2 separate regions of the Ovis aries genome follow, and region 2 is linked to region 1. Evidence: chromatin contacts called from public Hi-C data. All regions are on one chromosome and are shown on one strand. Each heading gives the region's core, a stretch centred on a gene start, on an enhancer-like site or on the middle of the called end of the contact. The rest is flanking DNA. Distances are from core to core; before and after follow the strand shown. Region 1 overlaps MINAR2 (membrane integral NOTCH2 associated receptor 2). Region 2 holds the start of ADAMTS19 (ADAM metallopeptidase with thrombospondin type 1 motif 19).

The links. A called contact is a pair of places that touch in the nucleus more often than the background predicts.
Region 2: a contact with region 1 is called in a Hi-C map of tail adipose tissue, with 4 times the contacts expected there. The contact joins the promoter of ADAMTS19 here to the enhancer-like site in region 1. A contact is called at or near these places in 3 of 16 Hi-C or Micro-C datasets (skin fibroblasts and tail adipose tissue).

The regions. Positions count from the first base shown.
Region 1 is chr5:22,153,268-22,158,837 of ARS-UI_Ramb_v3.0, forward strand. MINAR2 (membrane integral NOTCH2 associated receptor 2) reads right to left here. Exons shown (of 10, transcript XM_060415643.1): 5 at 4,046-4,223; 6 at 3,831-3,926; 7 at 2,216-2,349. Among named protein-coding and RNA genes, the nearest start is that of MINAR2, 22 kb to the right of the region's middle. Within about 2 kb of position 3,729, at least 5 of the 54 cell types and tissues checked have an H3K27ac peak or open chromatin away from gene starts, as enhancers often do.
Region 2 is chr5:22,450,052-22,455,495 of ARS-UI_Ramb_v3.0, forward strand. It overlaps ADAMTS19 (ADAM metallopeptidase with thrombospondin type 1 motif 19), which reads right to left and starts at 3,420. Exons shown (of 22, transcript XM_042250270.2): 1 at 3,296-3,420; 2 at 1,986-2,623. The coding sequence starts at 3,368.

The sequences.
Region 1 (5,570 bases), core at 2,479-4,978:
GTGAAAGGGAGTAAATGCAACAGCCTTGCACGAGGAAAACAGTTAGTGTTTTTGAGGAGTACCTAAGAGTACAGTGTGACCAGAGCCTAATGAGAAAAATGGAGACGAGGTCAGAGAGATCATGGGAGCCAAAACCCGTTAAACTTTTAGGTCACAGCATGGACTTTAGCTTTTATTCTGAATAAGACAGGTGGCTTAAGCAATTGAGGCTGCTATAACAGAATATCACAGACTGGAAGGCTTACAAACAACTAAGATTTAGTGTTTAGAGTTCTGGAGGCTGCAGCTTTGAGATTAGGGTGCCAGCATTGTTGAGTTCTGCTGACAGCTCTCTGCAAGGTGGCAGAAGGCCATTATCCTCACACGACACAGAGTGTAAGAGAGATTTTGGGGATCTCTTTTTAAGATCAACGATCTCATTCATGAGGGCGCCACCCTCACAACCTAATCCCCTTCTGGAGGTCTCATCTCCTCATATCATTCCTTTGGGGGTTAGGATTCAACATATGGGTTTTGAGGGGACACAGGCTTTCAGTTTACAACAACAAAAAACATTGAAAGATTTTAATCAGAAGAGTGACATGATTAAATTATATTTTTCAAAGGCCTCTCTGTTGCACTGAGTTTCTCTGGTGGCTCAATTAAAACACAAAACAAACAAACAAAAAAAACCGCCTGCCAATGCAGGAGACACAAGTCTGATCTCTGGGTCAGCAAGACCCCTGGAGAAGGAAGAGGCAACCCACTCCAGTATTCTTGCCTGGGGGCTCCCATGGATGGAGGAGCTACAGTCTATGGGGTTGCAAAAAGAGTGAGGCATGACTTGGTGACTAAATACCAACAACAAAACTAGCTGCTATGTTAAGATGAGACTGTGTGAGGCAGGAATGCGGAGAGAACAGTTAAGAGGTTACTGTGAAGTGAAGTGAAGTCGCTCGGTCGTGTCTGACTCTTTGTGACCCCATGGACTATAGGCTACCAGGCTCCTCCGTCCATGGGATTTTCCAGGCAAGAGTACTGGAGTGGGGTGCCATTTAAGAGGCTACTGTAATTCTCCAAAAGAGCTTATGGCAAAACTGAATTGGCAATTAGACCTTTGACCAGTGAGACTGAGTAGTTAGTTGTATACGTAAATTTGGACTTGTGAGACTAGCTTGGGCAATGGAGTATCTGGAATTACCGGTGATGGGATCTAAATCATGGGGTTGAGTGAGGTCACCATTGAAATGAGGGTCGATGAGATGTGAGGACAGAGGGCTGGGATGCTCTCTCTACATGTAGATGATGAGAAATTGAAGACGATCCAGCAAAGGTAAATAAAAAGGACTCATTCAAGCATCACGAGAGAGTAAATAAACTGGAGGCCGAATTTTGGAAATGTTTTTAGGAGGATCCGCCAGGCAAATGCTCTCAACAAACTGAGTAGTTGAGAATTGCCACTGACCTTTGGGCTCGGCAACGTCTTGGCAAGACAATTTTAGTAGATTCATGGAAATAAAAGTATGAGCAGAATGGGTTCAAGAGAGAATAACAGGAGAGAAAGTTGAAAACATGACTTTGAGAATTCTTTCAAATGTATCGTAATTCATTTGAAATTATTTTCAAATTTATTGTAGAGAAAACTGAGGCACTAACTGGAGAGAAATATAGGGTGATGATGTTACTTTTTGCTGCTGTTGTTTTTAACTGGTTTTAAAAGATGTGGGATATTTTAACATTTTTATCTGTTTGGGGGAATCATCGAATAGAAAGAGAGGCTTTGCCAGTGGAAGAAAGACAGCAGTCAGGGTTTGTAGGAGGTAAATTTTTGGTGCATGGTTTGGTAAGTTTTAGCACATTTATAGAGCGGTGTGCCTGTTACCAGAATTACTATTCCACTAGAAAAGCACCTTAAGGCTGCCCCTTTTTAGTCATGCATTCAAACCACCCCAACTCTTGGTACAGCTGATCTTTGCTCCATGGCTATGCTTTTGCCTTTTTTCAAATACATTTTACTCAGTGTTTCCCACAAGGTTTCTAGCACTCCAGGGGAATTCCAGCAACCTCTTATTTCCTGTCTGGGGTGAAGTTGGTAATATTAACCACTTCCTTGTGGACAGGTCCTGAGAGGAACTGTGTTGAAATGAAGGAACTTAATCTGATGATTCACCCTCTGTGGGCACAAGCATACGTGGCAAGATGAAGTGGGAAGGAAGACTCAAATATTCATACTCACTTCTATCTCTTTCCCTAGTTTATCTCTTGCCATCTCCTGTTGCGATAGATATCTCAAACTGCATTGACAGTCTGAAGACTTCCACAGAGATCAAGGGGCCCTGGTCTAAGTTATATCATTCAAAGATGCTGCTCCTATCACAAAACAGGACAGACTCAAAATGGGTATAAGAGATCAAACTGACTGTCTTCCTGCCTTGGAATAATACTAAAAATTCAAGCTCTATGAGGACTAAGCTTGGAGGCTGAGCTGGTGACCGTCTTCAGAGGTCTTCTGGCCAAAGGAAAGTCATAGATGGAGGAGAAGCACGTGACAGGGAGGAATGTGGACCTTCAGGAGGGAGCTGATGGCTAGAAACTCCAGTCTACTGTGTGGGTAACCGTGGTATTACCTGCAGGAGCCAGCACCCTATAGCACCGGTGCTATAGGACAACAAGGGGGGAAGGTAGCTCTCCCTCCCGCCATGGGTGTGTGCTCAATTATCTGAACAGGCTTGTCCTTCCCTTTCCATAAGTACATTTAGATTTAAATGAGATAATTTAGGGAATAAAATGAAGAATTAAAAATTGGACTTGGTTGAATTAGTGATCTTGATAAATGATTTTAAACTGAATTTACTCCAATACTATTTTTCTGGAGGCAGGTTGGGCATTAGTTTTCTTCTCACTCAAATTGGTATCTGTAGAATTGAAACCTCTTACGCATGTCTAGGGTCAGACAGATTGACTCTGAAGCGCAGAAACCAGCTTTTGAGCCAGTTATGGCTGGACTGCCAACCTCTGACTCACACCAAAATCTTCTTGATGATTGAGACCTGGGTACCTCCTTATCCCTGATGGCTGAGGCTTCCTTCAGTTGAAAACTGTGTTACTAAGATTTCATTTAAAATGCAGTACCAATTTCAGCTCAATGCTTTAATCATAAAGTATCTATTGAATCATGATCAGTTTTAAAATATCTTAAGGGTTCAACGATTTATGAATCTTGTTTTCCTGAGGAGAGGGTAGAGCGGAGGGAAGGTGCCAGGGCAAAGAGATGGCTTATAGCTCTATGTCCGCCTCTTTGTACCAGAGAGAGATGCTACCAAGTGGAGCAGAGCTTCCTGGGAGCCTGGAGTGAGTGCTCGGCAACTCCCAGTGCCCCCCAGGAGTCTCATGGGCCCCCACACCTCTGAGCCCTAGCTTTGAAAAGCCTTTACCCAGGACCCTGCACTCTTCAAGTTCTTTTCCCAAGCTTAAGAAGGAAAAGAATCACCCGGGGAGCCTGTTAAACATGAAGTTTCCGGGTTAGCTGTCCTGGGTTTCTGCATTTTTTAACAAGTATGAACCTCAGTTTGAGTAAAGACACCACAGAGGACTTGGTTAATGAGTTCCGGCTGCGCAGCTGGAACCGCACGCGGTCTGAAGCCTTCGCAGTAAGGAACCCCAATTACTGTCACTTCCCTGCGCTGATGCACACTCAACGGGCTCGGCAGGCCCCGGCTCTCCACTCCAGGGCTGAATCAGCAGTTAAGCACTTCTTTGGAAATTCTCCACTCGTGTGGATTTCTGTTTCAACACCAAAGAACCAGCGTCCTCAACTTGCGCTGGCAGGAGATTCACATCCTGGTGCTCACCTGCCATCTGGTGGTGAGAAATGAACACCAAGATACAGGGAAATTTTTCTCCATTCTGCTTTTTCTCCATGGTTAACAACTTGGAGTGTTTGGTTACTGTAAAATGTAAAAGATGCATTAAAAAAAAAAACAAACACGTATAAAGATGGGGAAAGTGCATGAGCAAATGCTATTGCCAGACTGTGCCTTGGTGCCTTACCTGGCAAGCGCCTTACCTGAAGACTGGGTGTTTGAGGGATTCATCTCAGGGCAGGAGGTCATTTCCTCCTCAGAGTAGCTCTGATGTCAGCTTCTCTGGTACCAGGCTCCTGAACCAACTCTACTGATTTGGGGCATCCTGGGGCTGGCACTGAATTTAGGGACGAGCCAAGGCAAGGTTCGATGTATCAGGTCCTGTACTCCAGAAAGTTGTGATAGGAAAAAGGCATTCTATCAACATTATATACTGATGAAGAGCCATTAATCCACAGAATTCTTAACAGTGGGATCCAGGGTTTACTTTTTATCTTACAAAGAAGCCTTGTGAATCTAAGCTGACAAAACAATGCACCGTTATGGCATTCAGGTTTACCGGCCTTCTGGGCACAACTGTGTTTGCACTTACTTAAACTGCATTCTCTAGATTGACTTTTGAGACTGGGGCTGGAAAAGGACGTGACTGTATGTGGATGTGGGTGGAGGAGAGTTCAGCTTCTCCTGTTTTTGTCAACAGTGGGTGTATACCAAACTCCCATTACAGTCATGAGAAAATAAAATCTAGAGTGGAAAGACCAACCAAAGGAGGTTGAGAAGATCTGAGCTCTCACTCCATTTTTCTTTCTGACAAGTCTTTTGATGACCTTAAGTCTCCATTTCTTCTCTTGTAAAATGCAGGTTTTATACTTATCTTACAAGATTATCATTGAGATGAATGAGATTCTGGAAGTAGAAGGGTTTTGAAATTATGAAATGTAGAATGTATGATTGTATCCATTGATTTATATCAGTTCCATTGATGGCCAGGAGGAAAGTTTCAGGTGTGTGGGTAAAATGAGACACTGATGTCCATGGGTATCTACTGGGAATCTTTCTGAATAACTAAAAAAAAAAAAAAAAAGGCTCCGAAAGTTGTCATCTATGTGTTGATGATGATACAATTTTTAAAAAATTTGCTGTGTTTAGAGTTCATGAAAGACATTTGTGACTATTACATTAAAAAATGGCAAAACAATGGCAGTAGTAACAGTAAAATTACTTTTAGCTATAAAGGGTTGATTCGAAATGTTTTGGCTTTTAAATAATATAGTTTTAGAAAGAGGCATAGTTATAACTGCTCTTTTGTTCATACTTGCTGATAAAGTTTTGAATCTAGCCTAGCCATTGTTTTTATTAGTCAGGTAATTATATAGTGTTTTACCAAACTCAAAGCTAATTCAAATGTGAGAGATTTTAACACTTATTTCTTAATTGTGAAAAATGAGCAGGTTTAATGAGCAGAAGGATTCTTACTCTCCTCTTTGTCAGGAATTTGAAAACAGTGGTATAGAATAAGTAAAACTGAGTCATGAATCTGATTTCTTTTGGCTCAGAAAACTTAGTTAGGGAGCATTTTATATGAAAAAAAAAAAGCATTTCTTTCTTTATATTTTTAATTTCAAAATCTTTTGAAGGAGAGTCTTTTGTATTTGGTTCTGATATACCTATGGATGCACATAGGATGAACACACACACACACACAGTCCTCCTTGTATTCTCTCTCTG
Region 2 (5,444 bases), core at 2,170-4,669, 300 kb after region 1:
AAATCATCAGATACTCTCATTTTACTTATGAAAACTGGATCCCAGAGAGGTAAGGGACTTGTCAATCATCAAGGAATAGGCCAATGTCAGAGCTCAGATAACAAATTATGCTTTCTCTTTCCTGATCCACCCCCATAAGGGAAAGGGCTGGCATAGTGGAGTTTAGAGTAACAAACCTACCCTTCTTGGCTATTTGCCTAACTTTTTACTCCAAGTCTGACTGCTACACTGTATTTCTGGTGAAGTCAATTTTCCTCAACAACAAAGACTTCCCAGTTCAGAATACATATATGTAGCTAATAGGAAAAGTGAGTCAAAGTCCCACATGATAAGCAGGGAGGTATGTCAAACTCCTATTCAGTCTATGAAAAACCTACTCATAATTGTAACTTTGTTCTTCTAAGGATGGAGAGAAGGCATAGTTCATTTGGAAAATCTGACCAAAAACCCACATTGCTGAAATGCTTCATCCCCTATTGGTTCTACTGCATCAGGAACTTTCTATATGTAATTATTTAATCCCTGGCCAAAAACCGGTGGACAATGAAATCCCTACAGAATGTCTCCCCCAGTGAAGTGTTCAAACATTAGTTCCACAAAAAAAAAAAAACATTTTTTAAAGTTTTTCATGTAATTTTTCCATGTCATTTTTTCCCCTTATGGCTAAAAATGTCCAAATTTGAATATTCATCATTATGAGCATCTGCTAAAATATAGCCCTATTCAGCATTTTACATCACTTTTGCTATGGGACCATAGAAGGGCATAGGTAAAAAATTCCAGTTTCATTTTGTTTGGATTTTAAACCATTTTTTCCATCTCATGGCTCTGGGTGGCTCTGACTGTGCTGATGTCTTCTGCTGTCCATTCCTATTGGATTTTTCTCCAAATGAGCAGGTTGCTTTTAGAGAAGTCCTTGAGGATCTCATCAATGGCTCAATTGGAATATCAAAATGAAGACACAAATCACATGGGTGTTTATAATATTTTGCGGATTTTGCCTTAAAGAATTATTAACGTTAACAGTGATGACGGCCACACAAGGTGTATGTACTTAACACTGAAATGGACGTATAGCGATGGTACTTCTACATTGCATGTTACGTCTACCACAAAGTAAAGGCCAACTTAACAGGAGGTAACAACTATCCCACACCCTGGGTCAAAACAGAGGGGGTGGAAGTCGAATGATAATCCCTATTGTTCAGACAGAGCAAATGGCTTTTATTTTCTAGTTCCGGCTGGCCTCTGGGCCAGGCTCTCAGCTGAGCTACTTTCCTCCCTGGAGTGGAGAAAAGAAAAGAAACTATGGCCAAATAGTATGTAAACCTTAGAAATGTTAAATCTTAGAACCATAACCCTTCAAGCTCTGTTTGGATTCTCCTGTCATCCATTAGACAGCTGTTCGCGGCCTTCGACCTAACTCCTCCACTCGTCGCTCACAAGAACAGTGAACAGGTGTCCCGTGTGAGCGTGGATGTGTCTAAATTCCAGACAGATGTCAGAATATAACTCCCTAGGAAACTGTTCTGACAACTCTGAAGTAGGACATGAGAAAAAAAAAAAAAAAAAAAAAGCTTATGAGATAATAGATGAGAAACTGGGGGCGGGGGCAAGGAGGAGGAGATTGAGCAGTGAATGGACTTGTTATCTTCCAATCTCCTAAAAGACACCATGTGGTGGGCTTATTTTGAAAAGCAGAAACAAAACCAGTGGGAAGGGTTGCAAGGAGACAGTGTTACCTGGTAATTCCGAAAAAAATGTGTAAGCATCTAGCAGAAGGCTATTAATCCATTCAATTAGATTTCGGATTCACTGACTGCCCTGGAGGTGTTCCGTGGGCGCTAAACGGTAGTGGTGTAGGCTGGGCGAAGTTCAGGGCGCGCTCTGAATGGGATGAGGTGCAGGCAAATTTGCCTGGTCGACAAGGGCAGAGGGAGGAGTGGCAGGGGGAAGAGGAGAGCTGGGGAAGGAAAGGCGCTTACCAGGCCACCTCCGCAGGTGCTGAAAGAGGCCAGCGAGCCGGGTTGCCGCAGCACAGCCCCGGTGTAGAAGCAGGCGGCGTCAGGCGGCGCGGGAGGGCGCGGGGCGGCTGCCGCCCGCGTGGGGCCCGGGCCCGGACTCGGCCTCTGTTCCACAGCGAAGCGCGGCGCCAGGAAGCGGCCGTCTCTCCGGAGCAGCAGGTAGAGGTCCCAGGAGAAGGCCGGGATCCGCAGCAGAACCTCTTCGCCGTCCGGCTCGGCTGGCTGGGCTGGGGGCGGAGACGGGGGCGGCGGCTGCCACGAGGCCGGGGCGCCCGGGGACAGGGCGGCAGCCCCGCTAGATCCCCGCGGCAGCTCATGAGACTCGAGCTCCTCATCCTCTTCGCCCCCGGGCGGCGAGGGTCGGGGCCGCGGCTCAGATCCGCCTTCCACAGGCTCCTGGGGCGGTGCCGGGGCCACGGAGCGCACCTCGCGGGAGCTGCTGGCTGCCGGCGCCCGGACGCCTCCGCCGCCCGTGGCTCCGCGCGCCCAGCCTGGGTCCGCGCTGCCCCCGCTGCCGCCAGCCGAGTCCACCGGCTCCCGGCGCCAGAGTGCAGGAAACACGACTTCCCACTCCTCGCGGTCGGAGGCGAACTGCAGCCCTGCGGGCGGGGCAGACAGAAGTGCGGGGCTTAAAGAGTCGAGGTCTCAGGAGCACAAGCATCCCAGGGTTCACACTCTGCACAGACACAGGGATCACGGCTAACGCGCTGGAGACCACCCGTCTAGCCCTGAAACTTACAACCCGTGAAGTCTGGCGATCAGATTACAGACCCCAGCATTTTCAAAATAAAAGTACGATTATCGGGGCGGGGGGAGGGGGAAGCGGGGCTGCAAAGTTTGTTGACAGCACTTAGTTGAAGAAAAGAAAACCGGTGCAAAGACTCCAGCACAATTAAAAAATTTCCTTCAGTATCTGCCAGAGCAAGGCAGCGCTATCAATTTCTTTACTTCCCAGATTTCCTCCAGGTGCTGTAAACGTACCTTTGCACATATTATTAACTCTCAGGAGAGGAAAACTAAGCATTTCACGTTGTTGAAATGAGGCCACGAGAAGTGCGCTTAGCTCAGGAGCGTGACCCTCTGCCCAACACCCGCACGGCTTTTTTTTTTTTTTTTTTAATTGCTGCCCGCTGACTGAAGCGACTTAGCTGCAGCAGCAGCAGCAAGCCCTGCTCACCGCGCACAGTTGCGCCAGCCCCGGCGACCCGTGCGTTCCAGGTCTCTGGCTGGGGAAGCTGGAAAAGCAAGCCCAAAGTCACGGAAGAACTTACCTGCAACGACCCCATTCGACAGGACCCCCAGCTGGTAGAGGAGGCAGCAGCAGCAGATGTGAGTCAGGCGCATCTCGCGGCTCTTCCCCAGACCGCGCTCCCCGGCCGCGCGCGCGCCTCCTTTTGCGCGATCCACCGCCAGCGCCTCCGCCGCCGCCGCCGCCGCCGCCGCCTCCCGGAGCGCAAGGAGGCCGGGCGGCGAGTTTGCCCAGGCCCTTTGTCTGCCGGGGGGTGGGGTGGGGGCTGCTCTGTGACTCCGAGAGGCTGCCGGAGCACGGGTGGGGGTGGGGTGGGGGAGGAGCGGGGGCAGGCAGCGCCGCGGCCCCGCAGCGCCCCGGCTCCCCGGCGAATTAGGTGCGGATTCTGTTTTCTGTGTTCTGGATGTCGCAGGAGTTTCCGGAGCCCCTCAGAACAGCCCGGCCACGGCCAGCCGAGAGCCGGCAGGCGCAAGGCGGGCAGCGCTGCCTCGGGACGGGCGGAGGACGGCCCCGCGCGGGCAGGAGCGCCGCAGTGTCCGAGCCGAGGCTCGTCGCCGGCACCCGCGCGGAACTGCCAGGGGCTGGTGCCGCGGTCCTGGCAGCGGGCGTGTGCCAAGCTCCGCACCCTCCTCGGGACCGGCTCCGGGATCCCACCCGCCGCGGCGCGGCGGGGAATTTGGAAGGGGATGAGGGGAAGACACTACTCGTGAGGTGGGTGTGGAGAGGATTAAAAAAAAAAAGACTGAGGCAGATCCGACGAGAAAAAGGCACCAAGGGGCGGCCGCCAAGCGTGACTTTGCGGGACAAAGGTCCCAGAACACTGCACACGCGCTCACACGCGCGGTTGGCGTGGGCTGGGGACCCTGATTCCCTCACCTGACTCCTGATTGGCCATTCTGGGAGGCAGATTTGCATCCTTAGGGGGCGCCGCCTCCTCCCTGCTGAGGTGTGTGCAGGTAGAAGGGCCGTCCCCTCCCCACCTCCCACCCCTTTACAAAGGGTTCCTCTTTCAGTGGAGTTCTCCACCCACCCGCACAGCACACAAAGCCAAATTTAGTGCAGCCTGGAGCACAAAGCAGCGGCCCCATTTGTCAACGACCTTCGATTTTTCTCCCCATCTTTGTCTCTAGGAATCTTCTAAGGCTGGAGATAAAGTAATTCGTCATGGAGTGTGCTTCAAAGGTTCCCAGGACAGTAGACACCCTGACATTTCATAGCCCCTTGTCCCACCTTATCTTTCTGGCTTTCTATTCATGAGTGCTATCAGTTTCCCTCTCTCTCTCTTTCTCTCTCTCTCATACACACTTCAAATAACGGTGAGATGAAAGAAACCAGCATTAAATACTGTAGTCTAAAGATCTCAAGCCAAATGAATTTATTTTGCCCTTTTTACCTTTTTGGTGTTGTTGTTCCTTCAAAAAAAGATGTTTTTACTACTTCTGTCTTTGAAGAGCAGCTCAACCTTAAATATTCTTGCTACTTCTGTGGCAGCTCTTCGTAGTTCCTACTGCCCCCCCCCCCCCCCCCCCCCCCCACCCCCGCCCCTCGCACCTTTCTCTTGGTCACATCAAAACTTTCACCTCAGGCTCCAGGGTGATTGATCTAACCTGCCATTTGCAGCCTCCGAACTAGGCCAGGTACCTATAAATAAGAGTTAATGCAAATCAGTTTTTTAAAATTCCAGCACTGAGGTTGGTTCCCCACATCCTTTGTTGTTTTACCTTCTGTTCTTAGTGTCAAAGGTGACTACTCTGTCTTTAAGGGAGGCACATGATCTTATTTCAAAGGAAACCCATTGTTTGAATAAGCAGGGTCCTAGAATACTTTCTTTGAGTTGTCCAGAATTTCAAAACAAACACAAAGACACTCTAGGTATGTCTGTCTCCAAACCTTGTCTTGTAAAATCTCTATAGAGCTGGAGTAACTAGGGTGGGTGTGAGTTTCCAGACACTCAAGAAGTATCTACACCCTCGTTTTTATGGGACTCAATTATATGGAGTTAAAACTGGGCAAGAAATCAGAGGCAGTTTATTTTTAAGAAATAAAGCAAATTTTTAACACCAAAGGTTAATTTCAATGAAACACCTCCACAAGGATTTGAATCTTAAAGTGTTTCTCATGTAATTTTAACCAAAACGTCAACAAAAATGTAAACCTATAGAAGGAATGCC